2 separate regions of the Sus scrofa genome follow, and region 2 is linked to region 1. Evidence: chromatin contacts called from public HiChIP or PLAC-seq data. All regions are on one chromosome and are shown on one strand. The core of a region is the stretch at or near the end of the contact, and the rest is flanking DNA. Distances in the headings are between cores, read along the strand shown. Region 1 has its middle 140 kb from the start of RUNX1. Region 2 has its middle 380 kb from the start of RUNX1.

The links. HiChIP or PLAC-seq counts read pairs in DNA pulled down with a chosen protein or histone mark.
Region 2: an H3K27ac HiChIP or PLAC-seq map of alveolar macrophages shows a contact between it and region 1. The contact joins two enhancer-like sites. A contact is called at or near these places in 2 of 47 Hi-C or Micro-C datasets (heart right ventricle and skeletal muscle) and 1 of 2 datasets of contacts at active chromatin or transcription factors (alveolar macrophages).

Annotation. Positions count from the first base shown.
Region 1 is chr13:198,767,656-198,773,092 of Sscrofa11.1, reverse strand. No RefSeq gene overlaps it. Among named protein-coding and RNA genes, the nearest start is that of RUNX1, 140 kb to the right of the region's middle. Within about 2 kb of position 2,067, at least 8 of the 83 cell types and tissues checked have an H3K27ac peak or open chromatin away from gene starts, as enhancers often do. A contact at or near this core is called in alveolar macrophages, where this site is marked.
Region 2 is chr13:199,009,331-199,015,145 of Sscrofa11.1, reverse strand. No RefSeq gene overlaps it. Among named protein-coding and RNA genes, the nearest start is that of RUNX1, 380 kb to the right of the region's middle. Within about 2 kb of position 3,910, at least 7 of the 83 cell types and tissues checked have an H3K27ac peak or open chromatin away from gene starts, as enhancers often do. A contact at or near this core is called in alveolar macrophages, where this site is marked.

The DNA of each region.
Region 1 (5,437 bases), core at 818-3,317:
TAAGTCCATGAAGTAAAGGGAAAAAAATGATGCTCTTCCTCCAAGAAGGGTCAAGGACATCCTGCTTACTCATTGTTGATGACTGAAAATATAAGGGACAAGACGGGATGATCAGAGCCTATGAATTATTAAACCTATAGCTTCCTGAATTACTCGTGGTCTCAGAAAGGTGATGAGACTTGAGAAAATGTCTTACTTCACAGGAATGGCAAGATTCAGCCACAAATCTCTGTGAAGAGCAAACACTTTCCAGAAAGACAGTATTTCCCTCGACATTATCCTCATTTGCTTTGACAGGGTGTGCTTCGCAGGCACAAAGCTTTTCCTCATAGCCGCAAACACTGTATTCAGTCTCTATTGATTGATATCTATGGGGCAAATGGAAGAATCTGTGAAATACAGAAATAAAACCCAAGGTGTTGTCATCAGCATTTTTCTCCAGATGCCCTTCTTGGAGGCAGATGTGATATCCAGGAGTTGCCAAATCTGCATGATGATACTGCCAAACATACCTTTACTGAACAGCATCTGTGGGTGAATCTATGGAGAAGCTATCATCACCCAGTCCTGGTTTATACTCACATCCTGGCCAGGTTGCCAGGCTGCTTCCGCTTTCCGAAAGGCAGTAACATCCTAGGACGTCATGCATTTGGTGTGGCTGGATGAGTCCCTCAGTGGCCTTCCAAACACTGAGAATGAACAGTTCTAGGCAATGGCCCAGCAGTGAAACATCCTAGGCTGGCCTGGCAGACACCATTGGGATGGGCCCAGTGTGAAGCACCCTTTCCTGGTGGCAGGGCCATCTTAGAATCCAGCTCATGTCTAGAGCTAAGGAGCCTTCTCCATAAGTGAGGCACAAGTGGACATTTCAACCTTTACTTCCCTTACCCATAAAATGAGGATGAGATAAACCCCCGTGGATCGTGCAGAGAAAATTAAACAGAGTAAGATGCTCCAGCTTAGCATGAAGCTTGAATGGGAATTCCAGTGCCCAACCAATGGTTATCAGCTTTGTGGCCATATTAAAGTTCAACCTTGTCTCTATGTCAGGGCTGCTAAACAGGTACAGATACTAAAGGGAAATATATAGAAATAGACTCATAAATGAAGAAAGCAGGACAAATGAAAAACTCCTATGCTGAATATGAAGACAATGTGAGTTTCCCAAAAGGACTTGTCAGTATTCAAGGCTGACGTCATTTAACTGAAATATATAAACATATTTAAGCCAAATCAACATTTTTTTAACTTAACATGCTACCATTATGGTAATGATTTTGAAAAATGGTGTTCTGTTAGAAATATTTTTTTCCCTCCAAGTGTGTTTTTAAAGGTTTGCTGTGTTTCTAAATAGGGTTTTCACATAAATGAAAGATTTTGGTTTTCTAAAAAAAAAAAAAACACACATCCTTGGTTTTGATTTTGCACTGGGAATCAATGGAAAATCTGGTTATATTTTTCAGAAACTATCTTACACAAAATTTGTGAAGTTCCAAATTTAGTGGGAGGTTCCACTAAACAGTACTTATCAACGTCTAGTGTCCCTTTGATCTTTCTCTCAACCTTGCCAAGGCTCAATATTTTGAAAGAAAGTGTGCATATGAATTCCCATTTAGAGTTTAAAAAGATCCATGTTTATTTTGTTAATTTACAACCTCCAAGGCCCATTTTTCCTCCCAGCAGTTTCTCAGGGTTGTTTTCTTATGTAGAAGTTCTCATTTCCTTTATGTTACAATTTACCTTTCACAACTCAACCCCAAATCATGCATCAAACACTGGCTGTGTACTATGTATTTTCATACCATGTAAATCTAGAATCTGCTGTGATCAGAACAATATTTTATTCCTCTCTCTCCCTCTTTTCTTCAATTCCCCAAAGAACCCAGAGGAATGGAATTTGCCAGAAATTTCCAATTGGGGATCAAGCTGTTGGAAAACACTCTTTTTCTCTTATTTCATTCCATCTGAATCTATGATTGTAGAACTTTTCCACGTTCTTTTACTGACTCAACAAATGTCCCTTAGGGTATTTCCATCCTCTAACCATTAGTTCACTTTCTTTGCTTATTCATTTCCAGTTGCTTCGTGGACTGAGCCAGGGTATCAGTGATTCATGACTCAGTGCTATTTCAGGAATCCCCAGCATTTTCCCTGTGCTGACTCACCTAACAGTTTTCTATGATCACCTGTTGGGAGCATGGCTGTGGCAGAGCATATGATGCTTCAGATGGCCAGAAAACTCCTGAGACTTACATGCAATTGCATAACTGTGATCTGACCAAGGTCCTTTTGCCTGCTTTTCCTTTGGCATCTTTCTTCCTTTGAGTGAGTCCCTTGAGGACAAGAGAGGGCTTTATTTTAGTTATCTTTGAATCAGCAGTGACTACCATAGTACCTGGGGAATGATAAAACATCTGTGCTCAATAAATATTTATTGAATGATGAAATAATCTTGAGAAATTTAAAGACAATTAATGTGTATTTTTGTGAATTGCTACAGTGCTAAGTACAGAAAAAAATTTAGGAAGACAGAGAATTAAGTCATTACCAGGAATTGATTTATTATTTTATTTAGGCCATGCCCATTGCTTTTGGAAGTTCCCAGACCAGGGATCAAACCCAAGCTACGGCAGTGGCAATGCTGGATCCTTAATATGATGAGCCAACAGGGAACTCTGATATTCAGGAATGTATTTGAAAGTGCTTAAATTCTTGGGGTTACCTGTAAAGAATGGGTATAAACAGAAAGTCATAAAAATACCAAAAAAAAAGAGTTAAGGCAGTTGAATGAAACCTGCCTGAGGTTTCAGCACCTGGTGATCTTTCTCTTAAGCCCATATGTCGTGCATCCCTCTCTTATTTCTTTATGCCTTTAGCATTTAACCCAACTTTTTTGCCCATTCTATCTTCTTTCTCCAAGTATATGATATGAATTCCATAAAATAAGAATACATGTTGTATCAGGAATCCCCAAAACCATCCCTAGGTACAATGTTTCACCAGAAAGACTCATAAGACTCAGCAGATAGACATACTCATGGCTACAATTTATTACAGTGAGAAAAAAAAATACCAAGAAAAATTAGCAAAGAGAAAAGGCACATGAAGTAAAGTCAAGAGGAAAGCAGGCACAACCTTCTAAGAGTCCTCTCTCATTGGAATCACATACGACAGGCTTAATTTCTCCAGCATCAAATTGGGATAACAGACGTGAAAAGTTGTCCACCAAGGAAGCTCATTAGGGACTCAGCACCCAGGATTTTTACTGTAGATAGTCTCTCCCCCACACATACGAAAATGCTAGATTCCCAAAAGGAAAGCATAAATCACATGGTGTGTACAAGTAGTTTAGGCACAGTAAATAAACTATCCTTATCAGTTAGAGAATGATGAAAACACTACCAAACTCCAAGTTTCCAGATGTCAGCCAAGGGCCAGCCTTGCAAGAAAGCCTTTCTAAGCCAGAGATCTGCCATATTACCTCTTTTCCACACTCCTGTGTACACCAAGTTCATCCTCTTTCCCCATTTTGGGACATTCCACCCTCCCAGTGCTACAGTGAATTAGCTCTACTAGTAAATATGCAGAGAAGCCAGTACTGAAGCTGCCCACAGGGCAATCAACATCCGAAAGCAGACATTTGAAAACATGGGCGTGAATGAAATCACCCAGGAGCAACCTCTGGGCAACAGTATTTCATTGCTAAGTAGAAGAAAATGCATCTAAGCAAGAGCTAGAAAGGGTGAAAAGAACAAGGAGAGTGCAAAATCATGGAAGCAAAGGGAGCAAAGAGTTTGATGAACATGTACTTGCAACTATTCTCCAGAATTGTAGCGAAAAAGCTCAAGCTCCTCCGTTTGCCTCACAGAGCCCTCCATCTGCTTTGGGTGGACCCCTCCACTCTCTTCTTCACGACTCCCTAATCAACAAGGTCAAGAGTTTCAAAAAGTCCTGAAATTAAGGACTGAATATTTTATGAGTTTTCAGTAAAAAGATTACCAGTTATTCACTCAGAGAATTATTATAATAGAGTATGAAGACAGAGGTCAGAGGGTAAAGAACCGAAGAAGGAATGGCAAAGGAGAAAAGGACCTATTGGAAGTATATGCTGTTTTGAAGAGGTGTAGACAAGAAGTGAGTAGATGGGACAAGTTGGTGGCTAGATGAAAGCCCAATCCAGGAAGAAAGGGTTAAATTGGGAAAATCTTGAATCCATTGGTAGTCTGAAGTACAGGATCTCACTGAAGAGAGTTCAAAGATACAGAAGAGAGTAGAGATGATGCAGGAAAAGGACTTGAGGGGAGAGGAAAGAGACGCCAATAAAGTCAGAGCTGTGGACTTCTATAGGAGAGGTAAGACTCGTAGTTTGAAATGGGCATGGTAAATATTAGAGTTGGTATGCAAAGATATATTTACAACAAAGTTATGGAATAAACTGCTGAGGCATCTCAGTTCCTTATTAAAATAGCAAGTTTGTCCACCAAGTTTGAGGAGTCTGTATGAGGTGATTTTTTTTCTTTTTTTGCTTTTTAGGGCCACACTTGTGGCATATGGAAATTTCCAGGCAAGGGGTTCAGTTGGAGCTGTAGCTGAGGCCCATGCCACAGCCACAGCAACCTGGGATCTGACCTACACCACAGCTCAGGACAATACCAGATTCTTAACCCCTTGCATGAGGCCAGGGATTAAACCTGCATCCTCATAGTTACCAGTCATGTTTGTTACCAGAGAGCCACAATAGGAACTCCTATATGAGATAATTCTTGAGAAGAGTGATGAAGGTATTTAATGACCTTGGAAAGCATTGGAAAATTATTTACCCAACAATAAGTAAAACACCCAATGGTGATGTTGAGAATCTTGTTGAGACATGAAATCATACTTGTTCTTTAAAAGTCCTCCACCTCCACCAGTCCAGGAACCAAGAAGTGGCCTGAAGGATTGATTTCATATTGCAGTTTTGTGGAGTGTGTGTTGTGGAAGGCTCAAGGGTGAGGGAATGGAAGGTCCTCGTGATATTAATGACAGATTCCAAAGGAGAACAAGAGATTGGGAGAGGCCGATTCTGAAAGAAAATGAGGTATCAAAAGACAAGGCAAGTCTAAAGAGCAGAGAGTGTAGAAGTAGTGATAAAACCAAGTAAACTGAAGATTTTTATCAAAGAGTAGAAGTTTTGTGCTCAGGAATTCAAGAATGGAGAGATTCTCGGATTTAACCTTGAGAGAGAGTGCCTAAAAGGGGTGAAGGCCATTGGAGGTGTGAAAGTTAAGGAGAAGAGAAAGGAAGGCAGAAGAGTCATCTGCTTGAACTTCAAGGTCACTGAAGATGATGGTGGATCAGTGAAATGTGAGTAAAGAGGAAACTTTTTCTTAGGGGCCAGATTCTTCAATGAATGTGTGGGGTTGGCTTAGAAAATGGCAGGCAACTAAGAACAAGA
Region 2 (5,815 bases), core at 2,661-5,160, 240 kb before region 1:
TCTTCTTGACTAGGAAAAATTTAACCAAAGCTGCCAGGTTATGAGACTGTAGGATTGAGTAAATTTTATAAACCATTAGACCTCCTTTTAGGGCACCCTGGAATGAGGGTAGAAGGTGGGATGGGGAAAGCACTTAAAGATTCACAGAGTCACTGCCTAGTCTCCAACAGAGGGAAAAATTAGCAGCTAATACACTGGATGTGGGTGGATTACAAATTGAGCTGATAGGCATCCCCCTCTGTTCCTAGTAAGTTACAAACCTTTCCTCTGGCTACTAGCAGCCTTCACATCACAGGAAGTAGTATTCTTCCGAATTAGCGCTTAACTGCCTGGATCCCAGCAAGATAAAATAGATGAGCTCTGGTCTCAGGCACCTGGGAGAAACAGATGATTTTTAGATACAAAAAAGCAAGGAAGAGAAAAAGATTCAAAAAAATAGAAAGAAAGGAAGCACAGGAGGAAGGAAAGAAGGAAGGAAACAGAGAAAAGGAAAGGAAGAAAGAGAAAGAAAAAAAGAAAAAACAAGAGATAGAAAGAAAAAGAGAAAGAAAGGAAGGAAGGGAGAAAAAACTCAAATATAAATCATTGTCACCTATATGGGAAAGAATCTGAAAAATAATGGATGTGTGTATATATAACCAAATGACTTCGTTGGACAGCAGAGCTTAACACAACATTGTAAAACAACTACACTGCAATAACATTTTTAAAAATGAAAAAAAAATCACTAAGGAGAGAAAAGTTTACTGTTTTATTAGTGAGGTTCATCAAATTCTATTAGGAAAACTTACATTCAGAAGGGCTCTTTTGTCTTTAAAAATTATTTTTCACAAAATGGAGGCAGAGGAGAATAACTATTGGCTTCACTTGGCTTTCTCGGAACAAGCACATGAAAACATGCTCAACATCACTGATTATTAGAGAAATGCAAGTCAAAACTACCATGAGATACCATCTCATAACAGTCAGAATGGCCATCATTAATAAGTCCACAAATAACAAATGCTGGAGAGGGTGTGGAGAAAAAGGGAACCCTCCTGCCCTGTTGGTGGGAATGTAACCTGGTACAACCATTATGGAAAACAGTATGGAGGTACCTTAGAAAGCTATACACAGAACAACCATATGACTCAGAAATCCCACTCTTGGGCATATATACAGACAAAACTTTCCTTGAAAAAGACATGCACCTACCTGTTCACTGTAGCACTATTCACAATATCAAGAAATAGAAACACCTAAATGTCCATTGACAGATGATTGGATTAGGAAGATGTGGAATATATACACAATGGAATACTACTCAGCCATAAAAAATGAAATAATGCCATTTTCAGCAAGCTGGATGGAACTAGAGACTCTCATCCTGAGTGAAGTAAGTTGGAAAGAGAAAGGCAAATACCATATGATATCACTTATATCTAGAATCTAATATAAGGCACAAAGGAACCTTTCCACAGAAAAGAAGATCATAGACTTGGACAGTAGACTTGTGGTTGCTAAGGGGGAGGGGGAGGGAGCAGGATGGATTGGGAACTTGGGTTAACAGATGCAGATCATTGCCTTTGGAATGGATAATGGATAAGCAATGAGGTCCTGCTGTGTAGCGCTGGGAACTAAATCTAATCACTTATGATGGAGCATGATAATGTAAGAAAAAAGAATGTATACATGTATGTGTAACTGGGTCACCATTATGTACAGTAGAAAATTGACAGAACAGTGTAAACCAGCTATAATGAAAAAAATAAAAATCATTATATATGGAAAAAAGGATGCTTCTTTTTATTTCCAGTTGATGTGAAGAGTTAACTATGGAATAAAGGGCAGAAGGAAGAACTTAAGGTAATTCCATGTGGATCTCATTTCTGATAAGCAGTAGTTTCGGAGTAAATCAGACAGGCCTAAGTGCTGGTTTTTCCTCTTGACAATTTTAAGGCCACAGAACCACACACTATGCTAGTTCCCAGAAACAGAACCTGCAGTTTTGAATCAGCAAACAAACTGTAAACACTACCAGGTAAAGAAAGAGTCCAACTCTTTAGTCCCATTCTGTGGCCATCTCTAAATGAGAATGAGGAAGTAAGAATATCAAATGTGAAAAGGAGGTTGATTTAGACTATCCTCTGGTTCTGATGGAAAAGATTAATTAAAAGGTAACGGTGTTAGAATCTGCGATTTTCATGTTCTTGAAGAAAACTGTCATTTAGATTATTATGATATTTAGATGTCATTTCTTTTAAAAGTTTTGAATGTGTTTCTATAACTAAAAATGCACTTCAAGGATTTTGGAAATGATAAAGGTATTTATCATCAGCCCAGTTTACAAATAAGCCATGTGGAAATTTTATTTATTTATTTATTTATTTATTTTTGATCTAGAGACTCTGCAAAGGGTTTCTGGACAAAAACAGAAAATGCCCAATTATATTTTTGGATTTTTGATATATGTTTGTCCTTTTTTTTTTTTGCTTTTTAGGGATTCACTCATGTCATATAGTGGTTCCCAGGCTAGGGGTCGAATCAGAGCTATAGCTGCTGGACTACACCACAGTCACAACAATGACAGATCCAAGCCACATCTGTGACCTACACCACAGCTCATGGCAATGCCAGATCCTTAATCCACCGATCAAGGCCAGGGATTGAACCTCCGTCCTCATGGATCTGATCATAGATTCGTTTCCACTGAGCCATTATGGGAACTCCCTGATATATAATTTTTTATTACAAGTATGTCCAAATGTTGCAGGGGACCTACTAGAAAAATTATTCAATATTGATCTAAAATGTAATTTTAACTGAGTGTCCTGTATTTTTATTTGCTCCGTCTGGCTACCCTCTTTTGGAAAAAATCAAGTGGAATATTAGTCACTTAGTCTTTCAGAGACTACATGCCCCCATCCCTTCCAGGAAGCTTCTTTGTGGTCTGATCACTCTGCAAGCATTTCTTTCAGCCTACTCCGCATCTTTGCTGGGATGGCACACGTGTCCGTCACACTGCTTCTCAAACTGTGAAGTGCTTGCAGATCCCTGGGGCACCATGTTAGAACCCAGATTCTGACTGGGAAGGTCTGGGGTGGAGCCTGAGAATCTCCATGGTAACAACTCCCAGGTAATGCCTGGGCTGCTGTTACAAGGAAACCCCTAGCCTCCTGTCCTCATTTTTAACTAGACATAAACAAAACCATCATTAAAATGTTTTATGTACACTTAACTTCTTTCAGATTCTTTGTTCTGTTTTTTTGGGTTTTTTAAAAGCCAGAAAATGTTCAATGTTACATCTTTTGTTAACGGAAGAAAACTGTCTTAGACTGTGAGAAAGTTCTGGAAAAGCACATGTTCCAGGAACGGGTCATTAGATTGTTCATCCGTTCATATTTCTGGATGGATCAGAAGTCTCATTAGAAAAATCACATGGTTGTACTTGGTTAACAGGCCATCCCAGGCACCAAGTTCCAAAGTGTGTCGGTTACCAAGCGTGAAAAGCCTGCTGGAAGTAATGTTTTTCTATTACACTGAACTCTGTTAGGGGGAAGCATGTTGAAATGATTTCAACATCTGCATATAAAGGCTCAAAAATCCTTTTAAAATGAAAATCCCAGATTAACAGCTGAAGTTATTTGTTGCCAGGTATTTTGAGCCTTCCAATGGCAAAACCCAAATTAAGGAGGGGGCGATCCTTGTCAGTCAGGAGGGCACTTAGGATTCTTACCAGGGCTCATGCCTAATTCCCATCACCTGGCCACCATGGAGTGGGCTTTGTGCCTTCTGTGGATGCAAATAGTGTCGGATTAAATGGTCCCCGTGTTGGAAGCATCTTGTCTGTTCCTGACCCCCTGCAACCACCATGCTGAGAGTCAGGCAGCGCAGGACGTGTTGACAGGCTGTGAGTCTGCTTCTTCTCCGGGTGTCTGATGTGGCTTCTGTGTCAGACACGGGGCAGACAGAGAGGGGGAGGAAGCTGGCTGGGAGGGGCAGGGGGACGGGAAAGACTGCTAGACAACTTTTTCTGGCAGCAGCTTGGCTGTTTAAACTTTTGCCATCAGAGGGAATTTTAAGAAATGGACTCAACTAAAGAATGAGTTGAAAATGTGCTTCCTTTGAGAAAGTTGAATGCCACCTCCTTAGAGAATCTTTAGGCTGGATGTGGAGATGGTTTGATTCTGCCTTTTGGGAATCCCGAAGACCCATCTAAGGAGGAAGGTGTCTCAGTCTTCTGAAGGCACAGAAACCCACGCAGTAATCAAAAAATGTGCAGAAGGGACAGTTAAAAGATTGTCTCCAAAGTTAGATACTAGTGTTATATCAATGATCATTTCCTGATTTTGCTGATTGCACTGAACTTATGTAAGAGAATGTCCTTCTTAGGAAATGGGCACTGAACTATTTGGTAAAGAGGCATCTTGTCTGCAATTTACTCTCATATGATCCTTAAGATAGAAAATGACAAAACAAAACTGATAAAATGGTGAGAGTTGGGAAATGTAATGAAGGTATAAAGGAGTCGCTTTGCGCAATTTTTGTAATTTTTTATGTAAGTTTGAAATGATTTCAAAATGAAGGGTTTTGCTAAAAAGAAAGGATCTCCTTAGAATAATGCTGCCTAACCCAGTCTCTGGCACTGTGTCCTGCCTGCCTCAAATATCCAGAGTGGCTACTTATCTTCACAGCAAATGCTGAGCCTGGCTGTCCCTTGGGGACACCCCCAAGGCTTTGTGTCATTGTTCCCCCACTGGCTAGCAAGGTCTGGGGCCAGGAGATCTCTTTCTGGAGTCTTAGAACTGAACACAAAACTGCTTTAGTCAGTGAACATTGATTTTTCTGATGAGGCTCTACCTACCTTTTAGTTGAGATTAGCTTATGGAAAGTGGAAATCTCTAGGCAACATATGGCTCAGAGTGTTACCTAAATGTGTGTGTGTGTGTGTGTGTGTGTGTGTGTGTGTGTGTGTGTGTGTGTGTGTGTGTGTGTACTCCAGGCTAGCGCCCTTCATTTCAGGGCAGGGTTCACGCGTGCATCTCTACGTGGAGGCTCACTGCTAGACTGTATACAATTCCTGCATGGAGAACACAGCATCCTTAAAGCACTTTGTTTCTCCAGAATGAGCTCTGAACCACCAAGAGGATAGGTGACACGTTGGTAAGCAACTTAAAATGGCAAAAAAGGAATTAATTCCCAGTTTTTACCAGTTTGATGTCTTTCCATAATCCCAAGCAAGATACCTTTTTTTCCCTCCTTTCTCAGTAACAAGATTCTCAAAAATCCTTGGTTTTAGTCCCTAACCAATTTATCAACATTTTTTCTTTGAATGCTAAGATATTTTTTTTAAGTTTGTAATATTAACTACTTCATAAAGGGAGACTCCTCCCCAAGCACATTTCCTCAGAATATCCAAGTGGTCCAAGTATTTTTTTTCCCCTTTCTCACCAGAATTGAGGTGGCCAAAATCAATCATCTTTGGGAATCTTTAACCTTAGAGACCTGTAAGAGCATGTAAACTCTCCAATACCGATGGACCAAAGGCTGTCCTTTCTTTGGGGTGGAACATTTTAATTTGGTTTAGAGTTGATTTTTTTTTTTCTTTTCGCTTTTAGGGCTACATATGTGGCATATGGAGTTTCCCAGCCTAGGGGTCGAATCGGAGCTATAGCTGCCAGCCTACATCACAGCCACAGCCCAGCAATGCAGGATCTGAGCTGCATCTGTGACCTACACCACAGGCTCACGGCAATGCTGGATCCTTAACCCACTGAGCAAGGCCAGGGATCAAACCTGCAATCTCATGGTTCCCAGTTGGATTTGTTTCTGCTGT